3 separate regions of the Mus musculus genome follow, and regions 1 and 3 are each linked to region 2. The links are chromatin contacts, called in public promoter capture Hi-C maps. All regions are on one chromosome and are shown on one strand. Each heading gives the region's core, a stretch centred on a gene start, on an enhancer-like site or on the middle of the called end of the contact. The rest is flanking DNA. Distances are from core to core; before and after follow the strand shown. Region 1 holds the start of Gpbp1l1 (GC-rich promoter binding protein 1-like 1). Region 2 holds the start of Cmpk1 (cytidine monophosphate (UMP-CMP) kinase 1). Region 3 holds the start of Pik3r3 (phosphoinositide-3-kinase regulatory subunit 3).

Region 1 (2,700 bases), core at 170-2,669, 1.6 Mb after region 2:
CCTTACAAGTCTCTGTTATGGGATCTCTAACCAGTTTAACACACACACACACATATTCAGGAAGTAGAGTACAATTTCTGAAATAACCCCCAGTAACAGTAGTGGAAGAAGCTAGGAGGAGACTTGGAGTTGGCTGATTTGGCCTACGGAATTATTTTATTTTTTTAAAGGCAGGATTGCCTGGAACGCTTAACTTGCAAAACAACGTTGTTGAGTCGACTGGACACATCTTCCTCCGCATTTGAGTCCTTTATTACTACCACTGGGCGAGAAAGAGGTGTTGATTTTGTTTTTACCTTATTCTCTATTACCTAGAAATTACATTGAGGAATACAGAAGACTGGGGCCCAACATTCAGAATTCTATGAATCAAAGTGTGGCGTTAGGGGCATTGAGCTTGAAGGTCATCCAGGAAGTAACATTGTTGAATTTATCCTCTGTGTGATTTATTCTAAGTCTCCTCTCCCACCCCCAACCTGCCATCTGTCGACCAAAAGGAACAGCTACCAAGTACTTCGAGCGTTCTTGGCTCCTTGTGTAAAAAGCTGAAGACAAAAAGGAGAGTTCATTTACGTAGGGACTCCTTTTTGACTACTTCCTCCATTCTAAGCAGTAAAACTAACTTCCTGAAACATTCGTTTTTAGTGAGACGCTGTCCGCCAGTTTTATTACCTTCTCTGGCAAGGTTGTACGGTCCCTTCCTGTCGTGCAATAGCCAAGAGAGTGCTTATAGACTCTTTTGGGGGTTTATTAGCAAAGACTGGGCTGGAGCAGATTTCAACCCTCCATTCTGGCGGCTCCGTGACGCCTGCAATGCCCATGAACTACAACTCCCGGCAGGTAGTGCGCCCACACCGCCGCGCATGCTCTAGTCCGGAGGGGCGGGAGTATGTGTGTGTCTATGGCTTGCCTAGGACTGTAGTTTCCACGGCGCGCGCCTGTGAATGGAGGGGCAAAGGTGTACAGGGCTCGGAAAACACACTCTTCCGCTACTTGTTTGACAATTCTAGTAGTTGGCGAAGCATCTGGTTCACAATCGAGGTGTGAGAAGGTGAAGAAAGAATGGGTGGGGGAAGAACTGGTACAAATATATCCTCCCATATTCACGTGCTCCCAGGCCGGAGGACCCGGCTGGGAGCTTTAAAGGGGCGTGCTGAATTCGGCTGGTCCTCGCCCCAAGAGCGGCACAAGGAGAGGCGAAGGCTTTGCGGAAGGGAGAGTGGACCGACCGGCGTCGCGCCGAAGGGCGCCGGGGGCGGGGCGGGAAGTAACCGCTGCAGGAGCAGCCCAACGTTTCCAGAGCGAGCCGCGGGCGCCCGGGCGGGGTCACGAAAGCTGGAGCTCACGCCTGCGCGTGCGCCGGTGCTAGTGGGCGTGAAGGAGGCGGGCCGAAGCGGCAGAGGGAGGGCCCAGCCGGCCGTCGCTCCTCCTCCACCCGCTCTGCCCCCTCCTGGGCCTTGTGGGCCGGGCAGCCATTTTGGGAAGAGCTTTGTTATGGTTGTGGGCTAGTCACCTCTGCTGGTCGGAGAAGCTGAGGACGCGTCCTCAGACGCCGCGAGTCGTCCTTGACCGTAGCCCCGCCGCTGCCGGGTGAGTATGGGTCCTGGACACCGAGCAGAAGGAGACCTGGAGTGGTCCCGGCACGGGCTCCGCCGGCACCTAACTGGCCGTCTAGGAAAACTAGTTAGAAGAAGGTCTTGCACAGGTGGTTGGGTGTGGGTCCGCCGGGGTGGACGAGGGACCTGGGAGTCGCCGAGTTGGAACGTCCCCCTCCCCCCCGCCAACGGGAGGAGTCTTGCACACTAGCGTCGCCGCGGCGGTTCCAGAGCTCTCCGACTTCAACTTCAGTTCCCGGTCGGAAACGCTCACCTGCGGCTCCGGCTCCTCTCCAGGAGTTCCGGCTTGATAGTGGTTGAGTGATTTGGTTTACTTGGGTTTTATTATCATTATTATCATTACTATTATTATTATTATTATTTTACCTTTCTTTAAAATAAGAGCCGAAGGCTTCTGTTTTCCAGTTAAGAGAAACTTAACGAGGAAAAAGTCGTGTAAGTCAAATGTGGACTATCTGGGCGAAAGGGAACTTCCACGCCCGGAGTCGCGGTTCTCTGGGGTAGGGAGACCTTTTCAACTTCAGATTGTCTTACTGGTTATCTACCAAACTCCGTCCCATTGGAGTGGAAGTTTGATTAGTTGAAGTGGCTTAACTAGTCGTTTTTATTCCATGCTAAATCTTCCCAACCCATAAAATTCAAAAGATACTGAATCTAAAATGGCTGTAGCCTGAGGAAGAACCCTGTTTAAATGCTTAAATATAATAACATTTCAGTCGTTTTTTCCCCTATGGGACGTTTTCTCTTAGGAGTTTTTGACAATTGGTACCTTTGAAGAGGGTAGGTGTAAGCGAAGGTGAGGCTCAGGAAGTTTACTGCAAAAGTTTACATAAGAATGGGTGCGGTTTTTTGTTTTTGGTAGTTGTGAATAGTTCTGAAATTGTGCTGTGGTATCAGTTTTGTCTGCCACTTTTGTACTCTGAGGTTGGCATGTATAATGTGTTGAATAGTTTAACTTTGATAACTCTTACCCGGAAAACCAGAAGTTAGTGGTGGTTCATGGTTTTTGTTTAGTAATAAAGCCACTTTTTTTGTAAATCTCATCAAAAACTAAAGAGTATTAGACGCCAGTAGACAGATTTGT
Region 2 (2,700 bases), core at 124-2,623:
CTAGACATAACTGTAAAACACACAACTTTTAGACCACATTACTTTATTTATCTGTGGTTGTTCTTTAGAGAATAGACTATAGGGCAGGAGCTGAATATATGAACGTGGAAAAAAATACAAAGCAAATATAGGCCACGGCTTATAGGAAAAGAAGAAATTATCAAGTTCTGGGTCAAAACCTTTTATCAAGCACTCAATTTAAAGGTGAATGTTGGGTGTTTTTCCCCAACCCTGCCATTTCTTTCTGATTGTCTTGTTTTCCTTTAAAACACTGCCCAAGACAGTCCATTAAGCCTTCCTCACCGCATCATTACAGCTCATAGGGGCTAGAAAAAACAAGACAGTCCATCACTACAGCTAACACGGGCTAGAACCCATACCTGCTTGAGTTTAAAGTCTTTGCCTCTCTCCGTGTACATGCCACCCCTGACCTCAAATACTAAAAGAATGGAACTGGTAAACTTATGTCAAAACTTTAATTGTATTTAGTTATTTGTGTGGGCAAACCCTTGAGCTCTAGAGTGAACATCATAGGACAACTCGCGGGAGTGGGGTTGTGGTTCTCTGTGGGTCTCAGGGATGGAACGTGGTGGTAGGCGCCCTTACCCGTTCAGCCATCTCTGCAGTCCTAAAGCAAACATTATTTAAAAAATGATAAGAGGATTTTATAGTTGGGTGGTGTTTTACTTTCTCGGAGAGCAGAGTTTTTTATTTGCTTAGACAACTGAGGTTCACTGAGAGTGAGTGACTCACTCGCCCAAGGAAAAGGGCGTGAGTTGTCAGCTGGGCCAAAGGTTAGCGCCTGGGCTCTCACAAATCCGGCACTTTAACTACCACAAGATCCGGGTCGGGTTCCTCGAGGCCGGTTAGCCGGAGACTGACAGCCAGAGATGTAGCGAGAAGACCCGGATCCCAGGAGTGGAAGCAAGGGCGCGCGGAAACAAAGCACTCGTAGACTCGACGCCCCTCGGCCCGGGCGCGCGGTGGCCGTCGGGACTCGTAGTCCGCTCCCCACAGCGAGGGGCGCGGCCGCCAACGCGGCTGCTCCCTCCGGCCCCGGCCCGCTCCGCTCAGCCCGGGAGCTCTCCGTCGCCCTCCCGCACGGCCTCACCTCGACAATGCGCGCGCACTGGGTCCCCTTGCCCGCACCGGGCCCGCCCAAAACGAACACGACCAACGGCTTCATGAGGTGGAGAGGGAAGAGCCGCAGTGTGCGGGTCAGCGGCGGGCAGCTCGGGACCAGGACGTGCGGGAGCAGCCGACGACAGCTGCTCAGCATACAACGCGCTTCTGACAGCGGCCGGCGCGGCGGCGCGGGCGGGGCGGCAGGGAGGGGGCGGGCAGAGCGGGCGCCGGGGCCCCGCCGCCAGCTGCCGGCCGCCGTGACAGGAAGGGGCGGGGCCTCCGTGCGCTGCGCCAGCTTCCGCTCGCGGTTCCGGTTCTTCCTAACGTGGCTGGAGACCCAAGGCATTTCAGTTTCAGAACCTGGATTGACGTTTAGGCAGACCAGTGGTTCAATCTCCCGGGTTTCCCTTTCCCAAGAGAAGCGGCCTAACCGAAGAGGCAAGCACAGGAGTCAGTAGGAACAACGGCATTGTTGGGAAGGAAACCAAAGGAAAATGAGAACAGTTTGAGGTTTGCAAAGAAGGCCTCTAAAGAGGTGACCTTGGAACCAAGACTTGAGGACTGAAAAGAGCAGAGACTTGGATGCAGTGACCCGCCAAGAGAGAAGGGCATGTTAGAAGGTTAGGGCTGGATAAGTGGAATGGAAAGTCATTAATGGAGAGTTGAGTCGGTTATGGAAAAGCACTTAGGTTATATTCTAACCGCAGGGAAAGACTTTAAGCTTAGCTCTGTTACCCTGACTCGGGCCATTAGGGAAAACTCTGAAGAGAGAAGAAAAAGAGTGAAAACTGAGCCTGGATGAACACAAACCTTTGAAAATTGGAGTCGGCAGTGGTAGCATTTTCATGGAGTTTTTTATAGTAACAGAACAAAGCTATGAATCATGGCAATTTTTTTTTCAGATAACTTGGTAGAGATGGTTTCTAGCAAAGCTGGTACTGTTATTGGCCCCAGATGCCAAATGATGACGAGAGGGATGAGACAAGCTGATCCAAAGGTAGTGAGTTATCTCAATGGATGGTTCACAATCAGTTACAGATTAAACTTCCTTCCTCCTCACTGCTGCACTTGACTAGAGATAGAGTAAGACAAAGCCCACCTACCTCAGAACTCCCCCAGTGTGCTTTAAATTGGGCCTGCAAGCTCACTTCTCGGTCTTTCTTGGTAATGGGAGACCCCAGCATGCTGAACTTCTGCAAAATAAAACACTCTTTGTATTTACATACTTTTTGAATCCAGGGTGTCATTCTTTGAAAAGTCATGGACCCTTACAATCACATTCTTAGCCTTTGGGTTTGGAAGCTAGGATTCTGTTTGTATGTTACAAATGGACTTACCTAATAGTCACAAGAATGTTAGGTCACATAGAGGTGAACAATAAATGGTTGATTGGGGGCTAAGATAGATAATTTGGCTTTGGACCTACAATATTCCAGCTCCCCAAATAAGAAACCTGAAGTCAAAGGCTGAAGCAGGAAGATGATAGGTTTGAAGCCTGACTGTATTCCCAGCACTTGGGAGGCAAAGGCAGATGGAACTCTGTGAACTCAAGACCACCCTCATCTGGTTTACACT
Region 3 (2,700 bases), core at 50-2,549, 1.2 Mb after region 2:
ATGTTCAGCATTTTTTCTGAAGCAAGTCTCAGAACTTTAAGCTTGGAAGGAGGGACCTGTGTGTTAGGAAGTGGGAAACAGAAAAGCGCCTTTTTGGTAGGGGAATGCAACACCTGTGACTTACCACAGAAAACACACAGACACTGTAATTTAAAAAATCTATTTAATTCTTATTTCTTTATTTTCTGATTTGAGTACTAGAACTGGAGGGCTCGATGAGATGCCTCACTCTTTGCTTGAGCGTAACTATGGGTTCTAAAGTCCTTCAGTGTGAAGCGGAGTAGCGGGGGGGGGGGGGGATGACTCCCCAAGGAACATTCAAGGTTCAGGTACCCTCAGGGAGTGTGTGTGTGGGGGGGGTGGGGTGGGGGACGATGGGGATCTTGTCTGGACAGAGAGTCCTGCAAGTGGGCTTGGCGACCTTTGCTGTATCTGATGATTTAACACCGGGGTAGGGGAGGGCGAACGCAGCAAGGTGAAGAGGTTTGTGAGGAGGAACTCTGCCCAGAGACTTCCAATGGAGCAGAAGAGTGTGCGCCCCGCCAAGTGACAGCACGCCCCGCTGCCGCCGCTCCCCTCCCCCCGCAGCTAGTCTCCAGGCAGAAGAGTCTCGCGCCAGCCCGTTCTCCCCCTCGTCACTCGTCCGGGAGGACCGAGCCACAGCGGGAAGCCCCGCCAGTCTCCGGGCAGCTTGAGCCCCCGAGCGCTCGCCCAGCCTGTCAGTAACCGCCGTTTGCGCCTTCTTTCTTTCTCCACACCCCCTCTTCTTCCTCCTCTTTTCTTTTCCCCTCTGCCTTTGTCCCGCTTAGTAACTGAGGTCCGACCAATCGCCGCCTTACCGGCCGGCGCCGGCTATCTCCTGATTGGCTCGCTTGGGGCGCGCAGCCGTCTCCGCTCCTCAGCTGGAGCAGGGCAGACAAAAGACGCAGGCTCGGGCTCCGGCAACCGGGCTCAGCCAATCACCATCCGCCCCCCACTCTTGGAGGAGCTCGCGTGCGCCCGGCTCCGACTCCTGGCGAGCGGCCAGCGCCCGGACTGTACCATTCTGAGCGAGGCTAGGGGGTAATGGCAAAGTCTGATTAAAGTGTCGAGTCTCGCAGGCTGACGGGGAGAGTTAAAAGTCGAAGCGGAGGGTGGTGGCAGTCTTCATTTCTTAGGCACTTGACAATCTTTGCAGTTAAGGTGCAAAGGAGTGGAAAGGACAGTCGAGCTACCGGCTCTTCCTCCTGTCCTGCCCGGTTGGTTGGCGCCTCAGCGGGGGTGGCAAGGGGGGAGGGCGGGGGAGGAGGTCCCCTCAGCGCAGTTAAAATGAAACTCTAGTGGTTGGAGCCAGGGCAGAGCGTGAGGGGAGCCGGCGCTGTCGTGGTTACCTTTACTACTCGGGCACAGTCGAGCTGACTGGACTCTCCAAGGGGTCGCCATCCCGAAGCTGCGGAAGCTTGGGTTCCCAGCCTGACGCGAATAGAGCCCGAGTCCCAATCCCAGAGGGAATCGCTCTCCGCAGACCAGTGGGACCCCGAAACTTGAACGCAAACCCCCTTTTCAAGCCTTTGTCACTTCCCCAGCTTTCTCCCAACGCGTTCTTTTTTCCCCCTTCCTCTCCATTCTCTCTTCTCCGAAGGACACAAAAGTGGCTTCCGCTGAAAGATTAGGAGGCGGTGGGAGCTTTTCCCTTTGGAGAGCGATTGTGTAGGAAGGATTTTCGGGAAGCTGCTTTTTAACACCACTGCTCTTTGCTTTCCGAGCTTCCCTGTAACCCTCTGAGGTAAAAACCCCGTAGCTTGAAAGTTCGGGGTATTTTGTTGGGTGCTTTAGGAGGAGAGAAGAGGAGGACCTTGTCCTCATCCTAGTAGTTTGGCTGGACTTGTACTGGCCGTTGGAAACCCCCAAGTACATTTCCGTGTGGAACTTTTGCAAATATATATTTAGATTTTAAATATCAGATAAAAGATATATATGCTTTTTATATATTTCCCGACGACCTGCCCCTGACAGCGCGATGTACAATACGGTGTGGAGTATGGACCGCGATGACGCAGACTGGAGGGAGGTGATGATGCCCTATTCGACAGAACTGATATTTTATATTGAAATGGATCCTCCAGGTATTTGAGAGCAAACTTGTTATTTTTATTATTTTTTAAAATTTTTGGATGGGTCTGATTTGTGCTTAACAAAACCCCGGTGACGTTTTCAGGCCAGAAGTATTCTTGGGTGCGCCAGGTTCGGGATGAGGGGTAGATTGCAGTTATAGCTGCAGTAAAACTGCTCTGGCTTACACCTTTAAAGTTTGCAGTTAGGACCCTGATCCCATTGTCCTGAGGGGGTGGGGGCGGGGGGACTGGAGTGGGAGGAAAGACCCGTTTTGGTTTGGCCTTTGCATGTCATTCAGGGTTTTGACGGCCCTCCACTTTTTTTTTTTTTTTTAATCAAGATTTCTGCTGGCAAGGGATGTATTATAATCCATGCTTGAAGAATTTCCCTTTGTGGCGATTCCTTAAAGCTTATACTTTAGTGCAGTTATCTGCTATGGTTCGTTGTTATTTTACCTTGGTTAACTTTAGAAACTGAGTTGCCTTTGTGATTATTCATTTTGAGACTCCGTGCTTCTCTCATAGAAACCAAATGCCGGTTAGTGATTTTCAGGGATTGTGCGTTCTTATTCATTCATGGCCTTAGTCTGAGGCTTTTTTTCTCCTA

What was found. Promoter capture Hi-C pulls out the DNA fragments that hold promoters and counts their contacts.
Region 1: a promoter capture Hi-C map of pre-B cells shows a contact between it and region 2, with 6 times the contacts expected there. The contact joins the promoter of Gpbp1l1 here to the promoter of Cmpk1 in region 2. A contact is called at or near these places in 2 of 39 promoter capture datasets (cranial neural crest and pre-B cells).
Region 3: a promoter capture Hi-C map of pre-B cells shows a contact between it and region 2, with 8 times the contacts expected there. The contact joins the promoter of Pik3r3 here to the promoter of Cmpk1 in region 2. A contact is called at or near these places in 4 of 39 promoter capture datasets (cranial neural crest, frontonasal cranial neural crest, pre-B cells and 1 more), 1 of 484 Hi-C or Micro-C datasets (pre-B cells) and 1 of 115 datasets of contacts at active chromatin or transcription factors (pancreatic cancer cells).

Annotation. Positions count from the first base shown.
Region 1 is chr4:116,556,239-116,558,938 of GRCm38.p6, forward strand. It overlaps Gpbp1l1 (GC-rich promoter binding protein 1-like 1), which reads left to right and starts at 1,420. Exons shown (of 12, transcript NM_029868.3): 1 at 1,420-1,590. It also overlaps a transcript of Tmem69 not described here.
Region 2 is chr4:114,985,855-114,988,554 of GRCm38.p6, forward strand. Cmpk1 (cytidine monophosphate (UMP-CMP) kinase 1) reads right to left here and starts at 1,374. Exons shown (of 6, transcript NM_025647.3): 1 at 1,112-1,374. The coding sequence starts at 1,279.
Region 3 is chr4:116,220,309-116,223,008 of GRCm38.p6, forward strand. Pik3r3 (phosphoinositide-3-kinase regulatory subunit 3) reads left to right here and starts at 1,300. Exons shown (of 10, transcript NM_181585.6): 1 at 1,300-2,105. The coding sequence starts at 2,000.